Linked DNA regions of Danio rerio: region 2 is linked to region 1. Evidence: chromatin contacts called from public Micro-C data. All regions are on one chromosome and are shown on one strand. Each heading gives the region's core, a stretch centred on a gene start, on an enhancer-like site or on the middle of the called end of the contact. The rest is flanking DNA. Distances are from core to core; before and after follow the strand shown.

Evidence for each region. Hi-C and Micro-C count contacts between places; a contact is called where the count stands out from the background.
Region 2: a contact with region 1 is called in a Micro-C map of caudal fin, with 8 times the contacts expected there. The contact joins two enhancer-like sites. A contact is called at or near these places in 3 of 18 Hi-C or Micro-C datasets (caudal fin, hematopoietic stem cells and skeletal muscle) and 1 of 4 datasets of contacts at active chromatin or transcription factors (caudal fin).

Annotation. Positions count from the first base shown.
Region 1 is chr10:11,684,491-11,690,855 of GRCz12tu, reverse strand. No RefSeq gene overlaps it. Among named protein-coding and RNA genes, the nearest start is that of ugcg, 8.2 kb to the left of the region's middle. Within about 2 kb of position 3,750, at least 6 of the 62 cell types and tissues checked have an H3K27ac peak or open chromatin away from gene starts, as enhancers often do. A contact at or near this core is called in caudal fin, where this site is marked.
Region 2 is chr10:11,788,798-11,795,162 of GRCz12tu, reverse strand. LOC141376319 (a long non-coding RNA gene) reads right to left here. Exons shown (of 12, transcript XR_012386159.1): 11 at 6,353-6,365; 12 at 5,629-5,829. Among named protein-coding and RNA genes, the nearest start is that of ugcg, 96 kb to the right of the region's middle. Within about 2 kb of position 2,887, at least 2 of the 62 cell types and tissues checked have an H3K27ac peak or open chromatin away from gene starts, as enhancers often do. A contact at or near this core is called in caudal fin, where this site is marked.

The sequences.
Region 1 (6,365 bases), core at 2,501-5,000:
TGTTATATTAATCTACAAAATAAAATTGATTTAATGTCTACAAACTATATTTTGTTATAATTGTACTGACACGCGACTGTGGTGATCCTGCCAACACTCCTGGGAGTCTCCTTTATTTCAGACCCATCTCCCGTTTTGTTCTGTCTCCCGAAAAACTCCCATTTTAATATGATTATACCCGTTACTATGGAGACATGTTAATACATGGATGTCAATCAATTCAGTGGGCGGGGAAACCACACTCACATTGCGGTTAACCTCAAAATGGGAGCGATTTGGATCCTATTTTAACATCAGGAAAGTAAAAAATAAAAAAGAGACTTGTTGGGTTTATATCACTCCAGTATAACTGTGGACACAATATACCTACACAAAGTTCTGTCCAAACAGCTTACAAAAGATGATTTTCATCATGGGTCTTCTTTAAAACAGTGTAGGTTAGTGTACAATGTTTTATATGTATTTTAAAATCATTTGACAAATAAGATTTTTTGAAAGTAACACGACAGTTACTTTCCCTGGTAGGTAACTCAGTTACTAACTCAGTTGATTTTTAAACTGTTTTCATTCTAGCCAAAATAAAACAAATAAGACTTCTCCAGAAGAACAAAATTTATAGTAAATACTGTGAAAATTTCCTTCCTCTGTTAAAAATCGTTTAGAAAATATTTAAAAAAGAAAAAATATTTACAGGAGTTATGTGTATTTCCAGTCTGTTATGTTAGTATTACAACTTAAAATTACATGTAATCATTACATTTAATTTACTGTAGTTTTTATTTGACCTGTTTCAGTGTTTCAATTTTAGTTAACAGTAATAAGCATGATGACCACATTATCTGTAATCTGAATGTACTGAATAGTCAAATTATTATCATCTATAAAGTTATGCATTGCATTTCTTGGGAACTGCACAACATCGACTAATGTTACTGTACGTGCCAAGCTGTGGATTCTCTGTGATTGCCCTATTCAGTAAACAGATCGCCTGCGGTATGAGTGATTCTCTGTACTCTCATTAGAGCTTTGAGGAACAAGTATCTGACGCAAGAGAAGAAATGTCTGGATGTGCTGGAAGAGGACATGTGAGCTGTTCTGTATAATGTCTTGTCCAGAGAATGAGAGGAGACTTTGTAGAGCCAATTCTGTGATTTCAGAGTAGGATTTTACAAATGTTTGAAGGCGGTTCCGGCTTTTGTGTGTGGGAGACCAGCAGGCGATGTAGAAACTAAGAACATTTTTAATATGGAAGCTGAAGGAAGTGCATAAGATGCTTGTCTGAGGGGCAAATATGTTCCGATTTCATAGGAAGTATTGTTGGTGCGCTTTTTAAATTATAGTTTGATTTCATAAAACTTTAAACACAAATTTAAGCTCTTGAACTCTTTAAAAACATGAAAAAAAAGCAAATACATTGATTTGAAGAGCCTTAGACATTATTCCAGGTCTTTAAAAAAAGTCATTTAAAGCCCTGATTTCTATAACAGATTACCTTGGTACACAAGTAGATGGCAATTATTTGTGTGTCACTAAATGATTCCCTTTACTGACCCATTTAAAATGCTGATTCATTTAACAAATGACATTGTTATGCCACTACATGTCAAAAATGCATGAGTCACTGAATTATTCACTTTAAAGTAATAATTAATAATACAACAGAGTACAGAGTGAACAGCTGAATTATTCACTTGACTTATCAACCAATTCGTTTAAAGCTCTGGTTTGCAAAACAGATTACATTAATACGTCAGTATGTAACAACGTATGTGTCATCATATAATTCACTCAATATGTTTGTTTTAAACACAGTCAAACAACAGATTACATATGCGCACCAGTAGATGGTGCTGTGTGAATTGCTAAATGATTCAATTTACTGATTCTTTATAGTACCGATTCATGCAACAAATTAAATTGTGAGCCGAGTAGATGGCGACAATGCATAAGTCACTGAATTATTCACATAACTGATTTATTTAAAGCACTGATTCATAAAACAGATTACATCGTTACACTTGTAGGTGATCTCATTATGTGAGTCACTGAGTTTGCCACTTTACTGATTTATTTAAAGCATTGATACATACAACAGATTACATTGATTACATTACACATTGATTACATTACACATTGATTACATTACACAGATTACATGTTTTGCCTGTAGGTGTTGACTATGTGTGAATCACTAAACTATTCACTGATTGTTTTAACAGTGATTGAATTAAAATCACCAATTATTCACTTAACTAATTCTTTTGAAGCAAAGATTCATGTGAGCGATTACTTTAAAATGCCAGTGGGGGATGACAGTGAACTAGTCAGGGAAATATTCAATTCATTCATTCAAAACACTGATTTATACAACAGAATGTATCTTTAAAGCATTCTTAAATCACTTAAGTATATACTTAACTGATTGTTTAAACACTGATTGAATCATTTATCACTAAATTATTCACTTAACCGATTGTTTAAACATTGATTGAATTATAAATTACTGAATTATTAACTTAACCAATTGTTTAAACATTGATTGAATTATTAATCACTGAATTATTCACTTAACCAATTGTTTAAACCTTAATTGAATCATTAATCACTGAATTATTCACTTAACCTATCGTTTAAACCTTCATTGATTCCTTAATCACTGATAGGGGTTGGTACTAAACTTTGCAAGACACTGACCCTCCAGGACCGAGTTTTACACCCCTGATTTAAAGCATTGATTCCTACAAAAGATCACATAGTTTTGACTATAGGTGGCGACAATGTGTGAATCACTGAATTATTCAATTAACTGATTGTTTAAGCACTGATTGAATAATTAATCACTGAATTATTCACCTAACTGATTCCTTTGAAGCTCAGATTATTGCAAGATTTTATATTAATATGCCAACATAGGATGACAACGTACATGTCACTGAAATATTTAGTTAATTCATTCATTTAAAGCACGGATTTATACAACAGCATGTCGACGCCATTAGGCGGCGTCAGTGTGTGAGTCGTTGAATTATTCACCCAATATATTCGTTTAAAGTACTGATTCATATATTTCTTCACCAGTAGATGGCAATATCGATGACAATAGATCATTATCGACCCCTTTAGAGTACTGATTCATTCAACAGATTATATTGTTATGGTAGCAGATGGCGGCAATGTCTGAGTCGCTGAATTATTCACTTAACTGATTCGTTTAAAGCACTGAATTATATTACTTATTCATTCAAACAACTAATTTGTACAACAAATGCAGATGCATTGTACACAGCAAGTTTTGATGTGGTCATGTTTACCACTGCTCACCATAATTGCAGAATTTTAACGATTCGAGAAAGTGACATCGAATCAACACATTATTAAAGGGATAAGAAGATGGAAGCATTGCGATACAAAACAAGTGCTGAGTTGCTGAGAACTTCCTGTTTCTTTGCTGCCTTGTAGATGATGACATTTTTTATTGACTGTTTCCTCCTTAATTTAATTTCTTTTAATTTCATGTGACAGGAAAAAATATGTTTTTTATCATTTTATTATTAAAATCCTTTTTTTTAATATGTTTCATTCCTTTGATGGAATGAAAAAAGAACTGTGATTGTGATTTAAGCACAACTGTACTTGAAGTCCTCATTCAAATATCATCTTACCTTCTCACAAAAAGAGGTGTGGAGGTCAGAATAAGGACTCACTGTATAAATTAGTTTCATCAGGATGTGTCAGTGGAAATATGCCGTCATGTACTCTTGTGATGTGTCTCGAAGTGTTGTGATGACATCATTACCAGGAACCGTGTCAAGTGTTAAAACCAAACAAAGGGATAATGAACACTATGAATGACATTGTGAAATACCAAAACAGTCATTGCACTTCACAGCCAGGTTTCAGCCTTTAAAGAGAACTCCATGTTGTGGCAAAAGGCTTTTTTACAAGTCACCGACAGTCACAGTTAAAATTGAACATTTTAGAATCCATTTAGTCAGGGTCTTGCACTTTTAACTTAGCTTAGCATAGATCATTGAAACAGATTAGACCATTAGCATCTCACTCAAAAAAATAAAATAAAAACTTTTGATAATTTTTCTATTAAAGATTGACTCTTTTGTAGATTCATTTTGTACTAAGGCTGAAGGAAAAAGAAAAGTTGCTGTTTTCTAAGCAGATATGACTAGGAATACTATCATTTTGGCGTAATAATCAAGGAACTTTACAGCTGTACCATGGCTGCAGAAGGCGCAATGATCTTACACAGCGTTGTCACCTAGAGACTAACTAGAGACTTATGTTAAAAGGGACAGGATTAAACACGATAATTAGACAAAAAAAATAAATAAATAAAAAAAACTCGTTATTGGTCTATTTTTTTTAAAAATGGTAGAGAGGTCATGTTTTGGTCTTCGATAGGTCTCACGCAGTCATGTGATATGATTTCGCAGGTCAGAGTTCACCAAGCTTGAACTTTGCAACGCAACAAACTGCAAAACTTATTGCATAAGCTTGCCTTGCCAGTCTGACGCATTTGCACGCATATGAATGGAAGTCTATGTAGAGAAAAGTGCAGTGTGACCACGGCTTCACCTGGAGACTATTTTTGGGTTTTGCAAATTATCAATGAGTAGGTTTACATTGACATCAATAATCTGGTTTTAATGTGATCAAGACAATACTCTAATTAAGAGTCTACCATGTAAACTGCGATTTATGATTACCTTAATCTGAACTAAGCAGAAATTAAATTAAGACATGTGAAGTGTGCTTAATTTAGTTGCATTGTTAAAGTGCAGTACAGACATGTAAACACCTTAATCAAACTATTACAGTAGTGTAGGATTTTCACTGCATTTTGTGACAGGGTATTTCATACACACACCGCTGTTTGACACTATTCTCTGCACCACCGAATCAGTAAAGGACCACATACATCTACATTGTGTAATGCGGAGTGTTGTTTTTTTTCCATCCGGCTGTATCAAATTCCAATTAAACAACACTCTTCCACCAGTTCTTTCATACGCACATCCAATATCTCGTTTATCATGCATGAAATGTTCCTGAATGAAAGTAAAAGTGCCAAACCACATTTAAAGTCGACAAATTAAAAAGGAAACTCCTGAAATTACATGAAACTCCAGAGAAAATTTGGATAGTGTGATGACTCAACCATGTGAATTGATCTATGTGCTTATAACATGTAAAATGGGATCATGAAAGAAACATTCAAAAGCAACTCATGTAAACACCCTAAACATATTATTGTCTTATTCAGATTAAGGTAAATAATTCGATTACTGCTGTCCATGTAAACAGTCATTGGGTCTGCTTCAGCTATGGTACAGCAGCAGAGTTCCTTGATTATTATGCCAGAATGAGAATATAGTTCCTATATCGACCTAGGAAATAGGAACTCTTCATTTTCCATCTGTCTTCGAAACTTTTCACAAGAAGTAACTAAAAAAAGAGTCAAGCTTTAAATAGGAAAAACTTATTTTTGGAGCAAATTGCTAATGATCTAATCCGATTCAATGAATAATGCTAAGCTAAGCTAAAAGTGCTCTTGCCAGACTCGAAAATCAGCTAAATAGATTAAAAAGTTTAAAACTCAAACTTTATAGATCTTGTTGAATAGGCTTGTTTAAAAAAATTAAAAAGAAGTGATCTTTTAGGATTTTGTCATTTCTGATTATTTCATTTCTAATATATGGGGCAGACTGAAGATAGCTGCGACACAGGTCAGTTGTATCGCTTCCAATCTCTCCAATCAGGAGCTAGCTACAATTCAATTGACACATAGATTAGTCTCAGATTAATTCATGTATTTAAACTCATCAAAGTTAAATGATGTGTCTGTTTTGATATTTTTTTATAGCAGATTGTTGGTCCTAATGTTTTAGCTGTTAGCTGTAAGGTGCACAAGTTCATGGCAGGACTCTGAGACAGTTGTAACAAAACTCTGTTATCTGAAACAATTAAGCAAGTTTATTTGGAATTATTCATTCATTCATTTTTTTTTGTCGCTTAGTCCCTTTATTAATCCGGGGTTGCCCCAGCGGAATGAATCGCAAACTTATCCAGCACGTTTTAGCGCAGCAGATGCCCTTCCAGCCACAACCCATCTCTGGGAAACATCCACACACACTTATTCACACACACACACACACACACACACACACACACACACACACACACACACACACACACACACACACACACACACATACCATATTGACAATTTAGCCAACCCAATTCAACGGTACCGCATGTCTGGACGGTGGGGGAAACCGGATCACCCGGAGGAAACCCATGCGAACGCAGGGAGAACATGCAAACTCCACACAGAAACGCCAACTGAGACA
Region 2 (6,365 bases), core at 1,638-4,137, 110 kb before region 1:
GCTGTGTTTGCCTAAATCCTCCAGATTACCAGCAGGGCTAATGGTTAAAATAGACAGGTCAGGAGACCTGCTGCACTGAGTCTGCTGGATACGGGGATTGAGGGAGAAGTCCTCATTTATACTCTTTACATGAACACACATCTTTATAATGATATAAATTGTGGTTATGTGTATATGAAATTATGAATAACAAGGGCAGGGCATTAAATCACTGTTCATTTCTTTGCATTTTAACTTTGTAAACTATAAACTCATGCGTCTCCTCACGGTTTGTCTTATTTTGTGAGCTAGCTTCGTTCGCTCACGTTCTCCCCTGCTGGCTACGCCCACTTCTGCCCAATGCTCACGGAGCTCCATGCCCATTAATCATGCATCTTTTGAAAAAATTCTGAAGTAGACTTTAACCAAAAGTGGGGGGTGTCATGGCCCTTTAAAACGTTTTGACAATGTTCTGGTTCCTTTGAACGTCTGGGGACCATTATTGTCTATGGAGGGTGAGAGAGCTCCTGGATTTCATCTAAAATATCTTTATTTGTGTTCTGAACATGAACAAAAGGCTCAGGCGTTTGAATCAACATGAGGGTGAGTAGTTAAAAACAGAATTTTCATTTTTAAACTAAGAACATCAGCTAAGATTATTACATAATAATAATAATCTTATAATATCTGATAATAATTACGTGATTTATAAGTAGTTTATTTGTAATTTAATATTAAATATTAAGTCACATTGTATTAGTGTTAACAAACAATAATCTTATAAAGAATCTGAACATTTTAAATTATTATTTAATGTTATGTTTGGTTTTTTAACCAAATGTTTGGTTAAAAATAAATAGTATTTGGGCTATGTGGTGGCGCAGTGGGTAGCGCTTTCACCTTACAGCAAGAAGGTCACTAGTTCTAGCCTCAGCTGGGTCAGTTAGCATTTCTGTGTGAAGTTTGCATGTTCTCCCCGCGTTCACCTGGGTTTTCTCCGGGTGTTTTGTTTTCCCCCACAAGTCCAAGGACGTGGGGTACAGGTGAATTAGATTAGCTAAATTGTTCGTAGTGTATGTGTGTGAATGTATGGGTGTTTCCCAGTGATGGGTTGCAGCTGGAAGGGCATCCACTGCGTAAAACCTATGCTGGATAAGTTGGCAGTTCATTCTGCTATAGCGATCCCAGATTAATAAAGGAACTAAGCAGAAAAGAAAATGAATGAATGAACAAATTGCATTTGTGAATGCTATTGAATGCTAATGAATAAGTAAAGAAACAGAATATGACGGCATATGGTAGTGTGGTGGACAACACTGAAAACCATCTAAATATTCTTATAAGACACACTAAGTTTAAATGGTAAATTAATATTCAAAAATGGCCACAACAACAATATTACGCATGTTCATTATCATGATATATTACTGAATATTGCCACATCTACTCTGCACATTAAAGTATAATAGTTGAAACTGGTTTGAAAACCAAATCAAATCATGCATTGTTTACTTACTGTGGTGTTGTTCTAATTGCCAGTCAAGCACTTCATTGAAACAAAAAACAAAATGTTATTAAAGATCTATGTAATGGCAATGATCAGCAAAAGAAGACAAACAGGAATCAAAGACAATATATTCCAAATGTATTTCACACACCTTCTGGAGGACTAGGTTTGATGAAAAAAATCTATAAATAAATTAATAAAATGCATTAATTAAAATAAAAATAGGTTTGCATTCATGTGACTATTAGTGTTTTTTTATTCAAAAGTTGCTTCTTTGCTTTTTCTGCATAAGTTCAGTCTAAAACTAAAATGTGATGCTTAAGTAATCCACCAAATAAATAATAAAATTAAAAAAAAAAAAAAATTGGAAACTGGTAACCGTTTACTTCCATATGATTTGTTTTTATACTATTTTGGGTGACGCGGTGGCGCAGCAGGTAGTGCTGTCGCCTTGCAGCAAAAAGGTCGCTGTTTCGAGACTCAGCTGTGTCTGTTGGCATTTCTGTGTGGAGTTTGCATGTTCTCCCCATGTTCACATGGGTTTCCTCCAGGTGCTCCAGTTTTACCCCTCAAGTCCATAATGTATGTGTGGGAATGAGAGTGTATGAGTGTTTCCCAGTGATGGATTGCAGCTGAAAAAAGGAATTAACTGCGTAAAACGTGCTGCATAAGTTGGCGGTTCATTCCGCTGTGACGATCCCAGATTAATAAAGGGACTAAGCTGGAAAATAAAATGAACAAATCAATGAACTGTGGAAGTCAAGGGTTACCGGTTTGTAACATTTTTCTAAATTTCTTCTCTTTTTGATCAACAGAAAAAAACGAAACTCTTGAAGGTGAGTAAACTTTAATTTTTGGTTGAACTGCCCTTTAAGTCTCATGAATGCACAGTTACTGCACAAATCAAACAATTAAAGTACGAGTTCACCCTAAAAATTTAATTTACAATTACCTCAGGCCATCCAAATTTAATTAATTTCTTCAGTAGGACATTAAAGAAGATTTTAATGCCTTGTGATTCTTATAATCAAAGTCTTCTGGCAACTTGAGTCAAAGTAACATATACAAGGATACACAATTAATTCCTGTGGCTCCTGTCTACATGCTTATAAAGTAAAAATAAATAAATACATTAAATTTAGATTTGAACACTTTACAACATGCCATATAAAACCATATTCTTTAATACTTTTAAAAAAGAAATCTTAATGCTTTTGCAGAGAATTTAAAAAGGCATTACGCCAGGGTGTGTATAGAATGATGTAATTTTCATTTGAGTGAACTATCCCTTTAAGCTAAGGCATTTAGCAAAACAGCTTACCAAAGTAATTAATAGTTGGTGAACCTGTCATTTGGAACACAACCCAAGAAGGAAGCACATTATTATCTCCTGATGTAACCTTGTTTACTTCCTTATAGCAAAATAGCCTTTGTGATCAGGAAGTAGACTAATGTTGTATTAGGGGCTATTATAAGGCAGAGAATGCAAATGAATAAGTAAACAAACACGAAATATGATGACCTGATAAATGCTAATTTTGGATGCTAATCTTTGTAAGAACATATTAGCAACAAACATATTTCACTGTCAAATAACTGAAGTAATATAAGCAGCAAACTGATTTTAGGCTGACATTTTCACAAAAACAATGAGTCTAAAATAAAATAAACATACTTTACAGTGCAAGATGAAAGCAATTGTAATTTTGGATTTGCAAAATATTATATGTAGCATTGTTTAGCATAAAAGCTACTGTTCCCTGTTAAAGAAGCCATGATGGTATTTGTAATGGTTTTACACACTCACCTGTCACTTTAGGTACACCTGTTTAACTGCTTGCTAATGCAAATTTCTAATCAGCCAATCACATGGCAGCAACTAAATGCATGTAGGCAGGCCTGGACAAGATCTGCTGCAGTTCCAACCGAGCATCAGAATAGGCAAGAAAGGTGATTTGAGTGAACAGAACGTGGCATGGTTGTTGGTGCCCGACGGGCTGGTCTGAGTATTTCAGAAAACTGCAGATCTACTGGGATTTTCGTGCACAACCAATTCTAGGGTTTACAGACAATAACACGAAAAAGAAAAAATATCCAGTGAGCAGCAGATCTGTGGGCGGAGGAGAATGACCATAGTCTTCTGCTGTGACATTCAAATGGCAGGATCAGAATTTGGCGTCAACAATTTGAAAGCATAAATCCATCCTGTTTTGTATCAACGATTCACATTTTGGGCCCATTAGTACCAGCTGATGCCACAGCCTACCTGAGTATTGTTGCTGACCATGCTCGTCCCTTTATGACCACAGTGTACACATCTTCTGATGGCTACTTCCAGCAAGATAACGCGTCACGTCATAAAGCATGAATCATCTCAGACTGGTTTCTTGAACATGACAATGAGTTCACTGTACTCAAATGGCCTCCAGAGTCCCCAGGTCTCAATCCAATAAAGCACCTTTGGGATGTGGCAGAACGGGAGATTCAGATCATGGATGTGCAGCCGACAAATCTGCAGCAACTGCGTGATACTATCATGTCAATATGAACCAAAATCCATGAGGAATATTTCCAGTACCTTATTGAATCTATGCCACGAATGATTAATGCAGTTCTGAAGGCAAAAGGTATACTTACCTAATAAAGTGTGTACCCAATAAAGTGGCCAGTGGGTGTTTGTTGTAATGTAAATTATATTGGTTTTATAGGAAGGCAAAAGCTAATACCCAGACAGCACACATACGTTGGGCCGACGTCGTGCCGATTTTCAAAATTCCATCGGTGCGATGTCGCTCAGGGAGCGTTTGCTAATTGGCAAAATGTCGCCGCGACGTCGGCAAATGATCGGAAACGCTGTCCGGCCGATGTTAGGACGACGCAACCGGAAATACCGGCCGCGCCGCGGAGGCGCTGTTCTCAGGCGTTTTGCTCATACTTATGGACCACTAGATGCAGCAGCTGCTTATTTATAATAAACACGACACACCACTCTCAATAACAGTTGAAGATTTATTAATATTTTCACAAACATACAAATAGATTAACATACTTTTATCACACATAACCATGTTTTACCACGTTTAAAACAAAAACAACAAGTTGTACTATAACCATGGCTAAGCTACTGTGCAATAAAGATTTTAAATACAAAGTTCATTGCAGCATTTATATTAAGACCATAGGAATATTTACAAGTACTTCAAAACATGTACACTAAGGGTGACTATAGTTTACTACAGTAAAAACACAAATAACTTGTGTAAGCACATGTTATAATGCTTATAATTTCTTAAATAGTGTTAAAGAAAATGCATGTTTCCAAGACTATAATTTTAAAATACAAGATAATTCCAGTCATGTGTTCAGTATCCAAAAGACTTTCTTCAGGGAGATACAATAATAAAAGAGTACACAAACACAAAATAAATACCAAGCAAACAATATTTACAGTAGTAAATAAAATCATACAAATTAAAGTAATTGTCTGATAAAATCTTATTAAAGTCTGTAGTACAATTTTTTTTTATAAATGGCATTCAACAATTTGCAATCTCCTCTGAACTAATAACACATCAATAATAAAAAATAACAATACTTTCTCAGAGATAACCAGTTTTTTTAAGCAAACTCTAATGCACGACACAAAACAGATTTTGTCATTATATATATATATATATATATAATCCCTTAATTTCTGTTTAACGGAAATATTTTTTAACACATTTCTAATCACAATAGTTTTAATAACTCGTTTCTAATAACTGAGTAAATAATATTTGACTAGATATTCTTCAAGACACTTCTATACAGCTTAAAGTGACATTTAGAGGCTTAACTAGGCAGGTTAGGGTAATTAGGCAAGTTATTGTATATCGATGGTTTGTTCTGTAGACAGTCGAAAAAAATTGCTTAAAGAGGCTGATAATATTGACCTTAAAATGTTTTTTTTTTTTTAATTCAAAACTAAAATATAAATAAAAGAAATAAGACTTTCTCCAGAAGAAAACACAACATTTTCTTGCTCTGACCTATATATATATATATATATATATATATATATATATATATATATATATATATATATATATATATAAAAACTGGTTGTAAATTGTGTACAATGTTCCAAGAAAACAGATAAAATTAAAAGATATAACCTGTCATTTAGTTTTGTTTTATCTTGTGGAATGTTGCTTACACATAAAAGGGGATATATAGGTGGAATAAAAAGTGTGTCGCCATCCTCTAAATTGTTCTTGTATGTTGTCTTCATCTTTAGTCTTCACAAGTGAGGCTGGCCCAAACCAGGACTGTAGTAGCCAAATCTAATCCTTGTAGTGGGAACCCTTAAATAAAGCAAGAAACCAAAAGGAGAAAGATTAGCATTGCAGCAGTTCATATTACCACAAATATATATTATTTGTTTCATGACATATAACTGGAGTATGTGTTATGCAAGTGCCTAGCTAAAATGTGTAATTTAATTTAAACTTAAAGAGTGTGTCTGAGCACTAATTTTCAGAAAAGCCATTTGAAAGTTAAATTCCTTGTGAAATCATAATGAATTTTTTTTGGTTTTTAGTATCATTGTGTTAGTATAAATGTGTATCTAAATATATGTCTAATCTTCAGATACCACATTACATTATTATTATATTTAAAAAAACAGCTTGAGGAGAGAATCAGTACATTGGAATACTATTTTTTTCAGAAGGATCATGTGACACTATTAATTATATACATTGTATTAAATTCACAGTAGTACTGCTTGACTGTATTAATTAAATAAAGCTGACACTATCAGAAGAGAATTTACCATACCAACCTAAAAGCTATGAAACAGTAGTGTATGTTTAAGATGTTACTTACTAGTCCTATTGTA